Regions from separate parts of the Rattus norvegicus genome. Here region 2 is linked to region 1. A link is a contact called in public Hi-C data. All regions are on one chromosome and are shown on one strand. Each heading gives the region's core, a stretch centred on a gene start, on an enhancer-like site or on the middle of the called end of the contact. The rest is flanking DNA. Distances are from core to core; before and after follow the strand shown. Region 1 holds the start of Dlx3 (distal-less homeobox 3). Region 2 holds the start of Tac4 (tachykinin precursor 4).

What was found. Hi-C and Micro-C count contacts between places; a contact is called where the count stands out from the background.
Region 2: a Hi-C map of kidney shows a contact between it and region 1, with 5 times the contacts expected there. The contact joins the promoter of Tac4 here to the promoter of Dlx3 in region 1. A contact is called at or near these places in 11 of 12 Hi-C or Micro-C datasets (the Rat2 cell line, Schwann cells, frontal cortex and 6 more) and 1 of 1 datasets of contacts at active chromatin or transcription factors (oligodendrocytes).

What each region holds. Positions count from the first base shown.
Region 1 is chr10:80,559,360-80,563,897 of GRCr8, forward strand. Dlx3 (distal-less homeobox 3) reads left to right here and starts at 1,976. Exons shown (of 3, transcript NM_001105832.1): 1 at 1,976-2,485; 2 at 3,530-3,720. The coding sequence starts at 2,161.
Region 2 is chr10:80,702,130-80,706,667 of GRCr8, forward strand. Tac4 (tachykinin precursor 4) reads left to right here and starts at 2,511. Exons shown (of 5, transcript NM_172328.2): 1 at 2,511-2,630. The coding sequence starts at 2,511.

The DNA.
Region 1 (4,538 bases), core at 726-3,225:
CCGGGCTCCTTGGGCGCCCTCTTGGCAAAAGAACAGAGGGCATCCAGAGCGGGTGGCAACTCGTCCCGCCACGAGCTCGCAGCGGCGGGCGATAGGAGCTGGGGGGACGCTCAGATAGACAGACAGATAGCGCTCCCCTCTCCCGCCCCCGCCCCCACCTTTCCCACGCGGCGGCCTCCCGGGGCGGCCCAGGCCAGGCGGTCACCTATTCCTGTCCCTGCTCCCGGACCAGGTCCTGCTAGCTCGCCAAGCCCAAGTTTTTTCGGGCTTAGCATCCTGTGGCTGGATCTAACGTTGAAACATCTCACCGCGCCCCCTCAACACTCTAAGCCGAATGAGACCCCTTTCCTCTCTGCCTGCTAGCTCCTTAAGACAGCCTTAAGGCAGATTGCAGAACCTTGGAACAACCACGAGGTGGCGCGCTGGCACTGTGTGTCCTGGCTAGGCAAAGCAAGGAGATACAAAGTTCGAGATGTGTAAGGAAGGCCTGAGGATGGAGGGGGTAATAGGAACTGAAATTGGGAGAAGGCTCCTTCCTCCACGGATAGATTTGGGAGTAGAAACGGGGGTGCTATAGAGAAATATGATTGGCATCCGGAACAGCAAATATAATTACCTGGGAACTGGACTTAGAGAGCCAGACAGACAGGAGGGTTGAAGATCGCTCCAGGATGAGAAGCCTCTTCATCAGGGCGTTCATGGACAGAAGACATTGAATGAAGTACCTGGCTCCTATCTGTTGGAGACAGACGGGTCTGAGCATCCATCTGTGCACATTTGGGTACACATAGCTGTCTGGTCAGTCGTTCACAACCCTACACTTCCACTGCCTCACCCCCCCACACACACACACACTTGCACACTTTCTCACGGGCACTCTTGTGGACCTCACTTGTGGGCACACTGTGGACCGTCTGCATTTTGTGGAAGATGTAACATACATCTTTAACCCCTAACAACGTCTGTGCTCTCAAGTGCTGTCCCATACTGAGGGGAGCCTGCCTCAAAAAGCCAGCCTCATAGGGGACAACTCATGGCTCTTGCCATTTAACCTGGTCCCTCTGAAATGGCACACATACAGTTGGGGAACACATACAATTGGGGGTATCTCCGTCTTCTAAAGCAGCCCCTAAATCCATACAGCTTTACTCCGGTAGGATGCTCCCACGCCCGACGAATGACTTGCAGGCCCAAGGTGCTTCTGCTTGGTCAGATTCTTCCTTCATAATTTTTTTTTCTTTTTTTCGGAGCTGGGGACTGAACCCAGGGCCTTGTGCTTGCTAGGCAAGCGCTCTACCACTGAGCTAAATCCCCAACCTCCTTCATAATTTTTAAACTTACATTTCATACCTGCAGTGTCATGAAGATAATATATTAATATAGTCCAACATTTTTAAAACATGGACATTCCTTTTTTTCGTCTTCTTTTTTTTTTTTTTTTTTTCTTTTTTCCCCCTTCGAACTTTAAGGGCGATCGAAATTATTTTCCTGGACCCTGGGTCCTTGCCACTTTGTCATTTGCATACAACACACAGACATCACCAAGGACCACCTCCTTCCATAAACACCCAATGGATAAATTCCCCTCCTTCCTCATCTCACCTAAGCCCACCCCTGGCCACTAAAACAGACAGACTAGTAGATCCTGGGGGCTCTGCACAGCCAGCCACTCCACACACTCGGAAAATTTATCTGAGGTGGAGCATAGGAGGAACATAGTGGTGCTGGCGGTGGTGTGTGTGTGTGTGTGTGTGTGTGTGTGTGTGTGTGTGTGTGTGTGTGTGTGTGTGTGCATTAGGGGTAACAACAAAGAGGGTTGAGAGGGTTGGGGGAGCCAGTGAGAAAGCGCGAGCATGTTTTGCCTCGAAGGCAAGACTTACAGCCAATCAGCGCTCAGGAGCCTCCCTCGGAGACTCCAACATTGAGTCTATAACCGGCTGGCCGGGCGGAGCTGGCAGCATTTGACTGTGGCTTGGGACGCTGAGAGAGGCACGCAGCTACTGACCGACGACCGGCGATGGTCTAGGCGCCCCTTGGCCACCCCCACCCCCGACGCGACCGCGTCCTGCCCTCGCCCTCTGGACACACACCCCACCTGGGCTCCTCCGTCCGTTCGGCGCTCCTCGGAGGAAGCCCGGGGGTGTTGCGGCGCTCGCCAGCATGAGCGGCTCCTTCGATCGCAAGCTCAGCAGCATCCTCACCGACATCTCCAGCTCGCTTAGCTGCCATGCGGGCTCCAAGGACTCGCCCACCCTGCCCGAGTCTTCGGTCACTGACCTGGGCTATTACAGCGCTCCCCAACATGACTACTACTCGGGCCAGCCCTACGGCCAGACGGTGAACCCCTATACCTACCACCACCAGTTCAATCTCAATGGGCTCGCAGGCACCGGCGCTTACTCGCCCAAGTCGGAATATACCTACGGGGGATCCTACCGACAGTATGGAGCGTACCGGGAGCAGCCTTTGCCTGCCCAGGACCCAGGTGAGGAAACCGGGTTGTGGAGAGGGTGCGAGGGATTATAAGGTTCCCAAGCGAGAGGATGTCTGGCAATGGATGCTGAAACCTAGGGCACCTCAAGGTTAAGAAATGGAAGAGTTGAAGATTAGAGGAGACCCGGTTAGATGACTTCCAGAGGGGCGAACCACACTCGGAAGAGACTCGAACTGTGCGCTGCGGTCTCCTGGAGATTCCGGGGCAGCCGGGGCCATCGGGAGTGCTCTCTGGTTGATCAAGGGAACCTTCAGTGTCGCGATCCCTCTGGCATTAGAGCCGGTAACCCAAGAGGGTCGCCAAGGGCTTGAGCGGGGGCAGCGAGGGCTGGAGGTTCCAGGGCCCTTCTTCTGGACGCCCGTCCCGGGAAACCCGTAGTAGTGAAAGGCACGTGGAGAAAGACCCAAAGAAGTCCCAGAAGTGGAGGAAGGAAAGACTGAGAAGTAGAGATGTGGAGAGAGAAGTGGGGACAGTGAGAAAGAAATGGGGTGGGATGAGAAAAAGCACAGCAGAAAGCAACAGAGGAAAGGAAAAGGGAGAGAGGGAAGTAAGAAAAAGAAGAGAACGGAGGAAAGGAAGGAGAGGGAAGGAAAAGAAAACAGAGAGAAAGGAAAGAGACTGAGAAAACAATGGTACTGCCCTTGAAACAAATTAACCTGAACTAGGAAGTTTATTAAAAGGGGATGGGGAGTGGGGACCAGGAGTGGGAGACGCCACCGCGGTTAGGTGGGTCACTAAAGAAGAGTGGCTGAGCCGGGAAGGCGTCTGGAGCGAGCTGCGCGGTCCTCGCCCAGTCGGTTGCTGGCGCCGGGGCCGGCGCTTCGGGGGCCCCGGGTGCCGAGCTGGGAGCGCCGCGTCGTGGGCGGCCGCCGGTCCGGCTGGGTCGCTGCGGTTCCCTCCCTGGGCGCGGGCGGCACAACGCTCCTCCAAGAAGTCTCGGGGAGATCAGTGGGCCGGAGGGTGCGGCCTCGGTGGGAACTCATGGAAAACACGGGGGTCGCAGGCTGAGACTAAACTGGTGTTTTCCCCTTACAGTGTCGGTGAAAGAGGAGCCGGAAGCCGAGGTACGCATGGTGAACGGCAAGCCCAAGAAGGTCCGAAAGCCGCGAACGATCTACTCCAGCTATCAGCTGGCTGCCCTGCAGCGCCGTTTCCAGAAAGCCCAGTATCTGGCCTTGCCTGAGCGCGCCGAGCTAGCTGCACAGCTGGGCCTCACACAAACACAGGTTAGTACTGAACGCTCCAGGGTCTCTGGAGGGAGATGGGAGCATGAGGGACCTGGGGATTCCCTAGGTACCTCTGAGCCTGGCTGGCCGGTTAAACACCCCCACCCCCAGCCCTTGCCCCGCAGCCCATTGTAGGGACTCCTGCCTGCGCTATGAGTGGCTGAGTCTCAGCTTTGAAAGAAAGGGTTACAGTAGCGAGTGAGCATAGAAAGGTGCAGTGTGCATCTTTGTGAACTTACGCAACTGTGTATGTCTGTCACAGAGACATGCCCTCCCCTACACCCCAGAACTCCTAGCTCCCAAGACCCTCAGCAACGTTATAGGACGTAGGAGCCCCTGTCGCCTCTCTCCCAAGCGAAGTATGAAGTATGTGCGTGTAGGATTTACGTGTGACATTCCAGGAAATACTCACATAAAGAATAGGGTCCTTTGGGGCTGGGGATTTGGCTCAGTGGTAGAGCGCTTGCCTAGGAAGCGCAAGGCCCTGGGTTCGGTCCCCAGCTCCGAAAAAAAGAACCAAAAAAAAAAAAAAAAAAAAAAAAAAAAAAAGAATAGGGTCCTTTAAGGGTTTTTTTGCAAACAGAACGCAACTATCTGTGATGGGACCCGCACGCGCGAACACACACACACACACACACACACACACACACACACACACACACACACAAAGTATGCTTGTATAAAAACGTCATGATCTTGCTTCCCACCCAAACGCCTAAGCAGAGAGGTTCTCCACTAAAAGGACCACCTAGGGATCAGAAAGTAGGAAGTCCACCCCCACCCTCTTACCTGTCTCTAAACCCCAAGCAGCCCCACAG
Region 2 (4,538 bases), core at 1,261-3,760, 140 kb after region 1:
CGGGCCGGCCTCTGAACTGGCCCACGACCCCCTCCTCTGGCCGAGTGGGTGCTCGGAAGCGTCGGCTTCCTGCCCGCAGCTCGCCCGCGGCATCTAGTGTTTCCCTTTTCTCCCTCGGCATTTTCTTTTTTCATCCCTGCCTGCTTGTATCTTTTTCTTCTTGGCTCCGCAATCCTGGCCAAACCGCAGCCTTTAGCAATCCTTCGCGCCCACCCGGCGCCCAGGGAGCCTCACCGCTGCCGCGACCCGCCCCGCGGCCAGAGCGCCGCCCCGGACGCGGGCCGCCCACGCGCGGTTGTTCCGGATCTCAACCTGCCTTCATCAGTCGGCGAGGGCTGTTGCCGAACTTAGCCGATAGGGGGCGCTGCCGGGCTCGGCCGGTTGCGGGGCACTGCCCAGCTCGGCCGCTGGAGGGCGCTGCTCTCCCGGTCGTGCTGAACTGGGGGGCTAGTACTGGAGTCCCATCCTGTTGGGGCCCCGCCCACCCCAGGGTCCGACCCGAACCGGAACCAGCTAGGGCCCCGCCCACCCTGCGTTTCCTCCCAGAACCTTACCCTACCCAGGACCGGTGGCCTTGTCATCTGGCTTAGGCGTCCCAGCCCACCCGCTTCCCAAGCCTCAACATTGCAGAAGGGAACTCACGGGCCAGGGCTTCACCCGGGTGGCCGAGGGCACCGGGCGGGGCTGCGATCCCCGGTCACCGGGCCTTCCAGCTTCAGCCTGACCGCAAACCGAAGGCGACGCTGCAAATAGCCGCGGTTTGCTGCTGGTGCCCTGCCTCCCTCTCAGCCTTCCGGACCTTTGGGGTTTTCTCTCTCTTCTAGCCCTACACCCTCTCATCTGCCCAGTGTCCTCACAGTGCGCCCACCACATATTCACCCATGTACGGTGGTTCCTTCACTGGCGAGGTGGAGAACCTTAAGACCAATGCCGAGGCCCAGGCGTCCTCTGTGCCTGTGAGCGCTTTAGCTAGGTCATTCATGAACTACTTGCCACAACCCTAGGAGGTTTGCAGACAGAGAAACTGAGGCTCAGAAACTCCTCACAGACTAAAGTCAGTCTGTCTGTGCCTACAGTGGGAAGGCCACCTCCCATGTCAGGCCAGCCTGCGAGCCCTAATGGCACTAGAGTCTAGGATAATCCTTTAGAGCAAGCCTGACCTGTCTGCACATCTGTAAAATGAAGAGAGCAAAAGCAGATACCTGTGAGGAAGGATGTGTTAAGGAAGACGATGGAAAGCCCAAAGCAAGAGGTTGGAGGGAGACACTGGCGTCTTGACCATGAGAGAATTAAATAAAAGACAGGCTGACAGCCTGTGGTGGCCCAGAACCAGGGACTGCATTTTAGTACGTACTGGTATTCTGAAACAATTTTCATTGCGACACACCACAGATTTCTGGTGTTGAGGACAGGCATAGTGTTTTCTTCGTCTTCCCATTCATTCCCTATAATAGTAATAATAACAGTAGTTAGCCAGACAGGCATGGTGACGCTAGCCTTTAATGTTAGCACTTAGGAGACAGGTAAATCTCTGTGAGTTCGAGGCTAGCCTGGTCTACAAAGCAAGTTCCTCGACAGCCATGGCTACACAGAGAAACTCTTATCTCAAGAAAAAAGCTAACGTTAGCTTTTTTTAGTTAGTTAATGGCTGTTAAATATATACCATCCCACACTCTACACTGTGCTGAATGCCGTACATCGTATTTCACTCTCGGCCTTTGCAGAATGTCATTATCAGCCTTGTGTTACCCAGGAGGGTTCTAAGGTTAAGAGGGTTAGGTAATAGCCAGAGGGTCACATAGCTCCTCAATGATGATGCTACAGATGATGCTACAAGTGGATCCCTGATCTCTGACAGCAGGGCCTTTGTTCTAGACTGACAGGTGACAGGATGAATGGATGGCCAGGCAGAGGGAGGAGCTAAACAGACAGAGAATGAGCTTGGAGTTTGTAGGAGAGCAATACGGAAGCACGCAGAGGGGGCAAGTGTGGTTCTGTGTTAGAAGGCTGTGGAAACAGTGGAATATCACTGCAGATCAGTAGAGATGGGCTGGGAGTGGTCAATCAGCAGTGACAGACTGGCCAACCTCGAGAGCCCTGGAAGGAAGCACCATACAGCTCTCTTCCCATTTCCAGCAAGATAGTCCCCTGGGGGTTGTCCCTGGCAAGCTCTAATCTCCAGGTCCCACATCCGGTGCCATTGTGCACCTGTCACAGGAAGGAACTCAGCCAAAGGTACGGCTGGCATTGCATCAGTGGTAAGTAAGCCTTGGGATCAAATGTTGGGGTGGCTATGGAGAGGTCTAGGCTCCTGATGTCATTGGCTCAATCAGCCAAGGAGGCTGTTACATGAAGCAGTGCAAAGGTGGGGCAAGCCACAGGAAGGAGGCAGAGAAGCTGGAAGGCCTGGAGAGCAAGGACATTCGAGTGGCCCAGTGGGGATCTGAGCCCACTGGAAGAGGTGGCATCAGGTTGAGTGGATTTCCTGAACAAAGCAGCACTTGCTCACTATGCTGCCTCTCCTTGCCCTGTTTCTCCTGATCGGGCCGGCAGTGTCCACTACAACACGAGACAGAGAGGACCTGACTTTCGGTGCAGAAGCAGAGTCTTGGGTGACCGTGAACCTGAAGGTACCTTTCTGAGATGAGGACCCATGGTGGAGGACTGGGAGGTTCCTTCTGAGGCTGCCAGGAGAGCAGAGGGCACTATCTTAAGTACTTTCATGGCAAGACTGACTGGTCAACTCCCCAGGATGGAGAGGGTCAAGCCTTGATCTAACCAACCACCAGAGGAGCATTTGGCGTGTACTCGTGAAGGCATCGATGTGTGCTGTGTGTATGGAAACAGTTAACACCTACTGTGTTCCTAGCACTGTCCTGACAGCCTTGTTAAAAGTAACCCCTTTCAACTTCATGGGGAAATTTTCATTGCTATCCCATTTCACAGATAAGAAAACTGAGGTATAGAGAGGTCACAGAGCTTGTCTAAGGTGTGCTGCTTCAAAAGCACAACTTCCACCTTAGTTAGGTTAGTTAGGTTCTGATTCTATGTATCTTTGAATGGGAGAGTTTCCAGAATTTCTTTTCTTTTTTTAAGATTTATTTATTCATTTTATGTGAGTGCACTGTCAGTCTCTTCAGACACACTAAAAGAGGGCATGGATCCCATTATAGATGATTGTGAGCCACCATGTGGTTGCTGGGAATTGAACTCAGGACCTCTGGAAGAGCAGTCAGTGCTCTTAACCACTGAGCCATCTCCCCTGCCCCCAGATTCTGGGTTCAAGTGACCAACTGGAGTAGGATTGCTATTTTGTCACACACGAGGAATTGCTTTTGCCTCCTGAAAAACACTGGTATTTGACAATGGTGGCGTCCATCTACCACCCTCCTGCATACTGTCACTTGGAAGAACTATTTTTAATTATTTATTCATTTTATGGGTACGCTGTCGCTGTCTTCAGACACACCAGAAGAGGGCATCAGATCCCATTATAGATGGTTCTGAGCCACCACGTGGTTACTGGGAATTGAACTCGGGACCTGTGGAAGAGCAATCAGTGCTTTTAACAGCTGAGAGTCATCTCTCCAGGCTGAGAAGAAATCTTAAAGTTGAAACTCTGACCCTACTCTAAGATCCAATATCCCTTACCTTGGTGAAGACCCTGACCTTGGAGCTCCCAGTCCCTTCCCAGGGAACCACAACAAAAGTCTGGCAGTCAGGAAGGCTTGACAGGAGGATAACTGGAGCCTGTTTCCCCACAGTCCCAGGACGACAGAGAGGACGCTCAACTGATTTTGGCGTATGGTGCTTGGTCATGTGAGGTCCCTGGAAGTTGGGAGTCCCTGGCATTGGGAGGTTAGGGATGCAGCTCAGTTGGTAAAGGGCTTGTGTAGCATATATGAAACCCTGGGTCCAATCCTCCACACCACATAAAACTGCATGATGGTGCATGCCTGTAGTCCCAGCGCTCGGGAGGTAGAAGCAGGAATATCAGAAGTTCAGGGTCATTGTTAGCTGCATAGGGAGTTCAAAGCCAGCCTAGGGAGGGGAGGAGCAGTATAAATAGAACCCTAGGAAGAACCACTCACAGACAGTCCTGAGGATGGGGAAGGCCCTCTAGAGTTTGACTGGGGAAATATGGGCACAGGGAGAAGATGGCAGGCCTGGGAGACCTGGGTTTAAGTCTCAGCTTATCCACTGACCCCTGCTATCTTGACCTCAGTTTTCTTGCCTGCAGCATAGAGGGAGGGAGTAAGTGAGTCTAGTTCATTCTGGCCTTGGAGTCAGTAACAGACATGCAATGTATGAAAAGTCCCATTGGATGATAGCACAGGGAGTAGCCACACGGAAGTGTCATCAACTTCACATGCACTGGCCTTGGCAGCTCCCGTTTCCCCTGTAGTCAGTCAATTAGCTCACCCTGCAGGAGTGAATCTTCACCTTGTCTCTTCCTCTCTCCTTTAGTGTCCCTCTGTCTCCTAAGACATGAGGCCTGTACTAGGAGAGGAGAGGCTAGGCTAGAAAACTAGAAATAC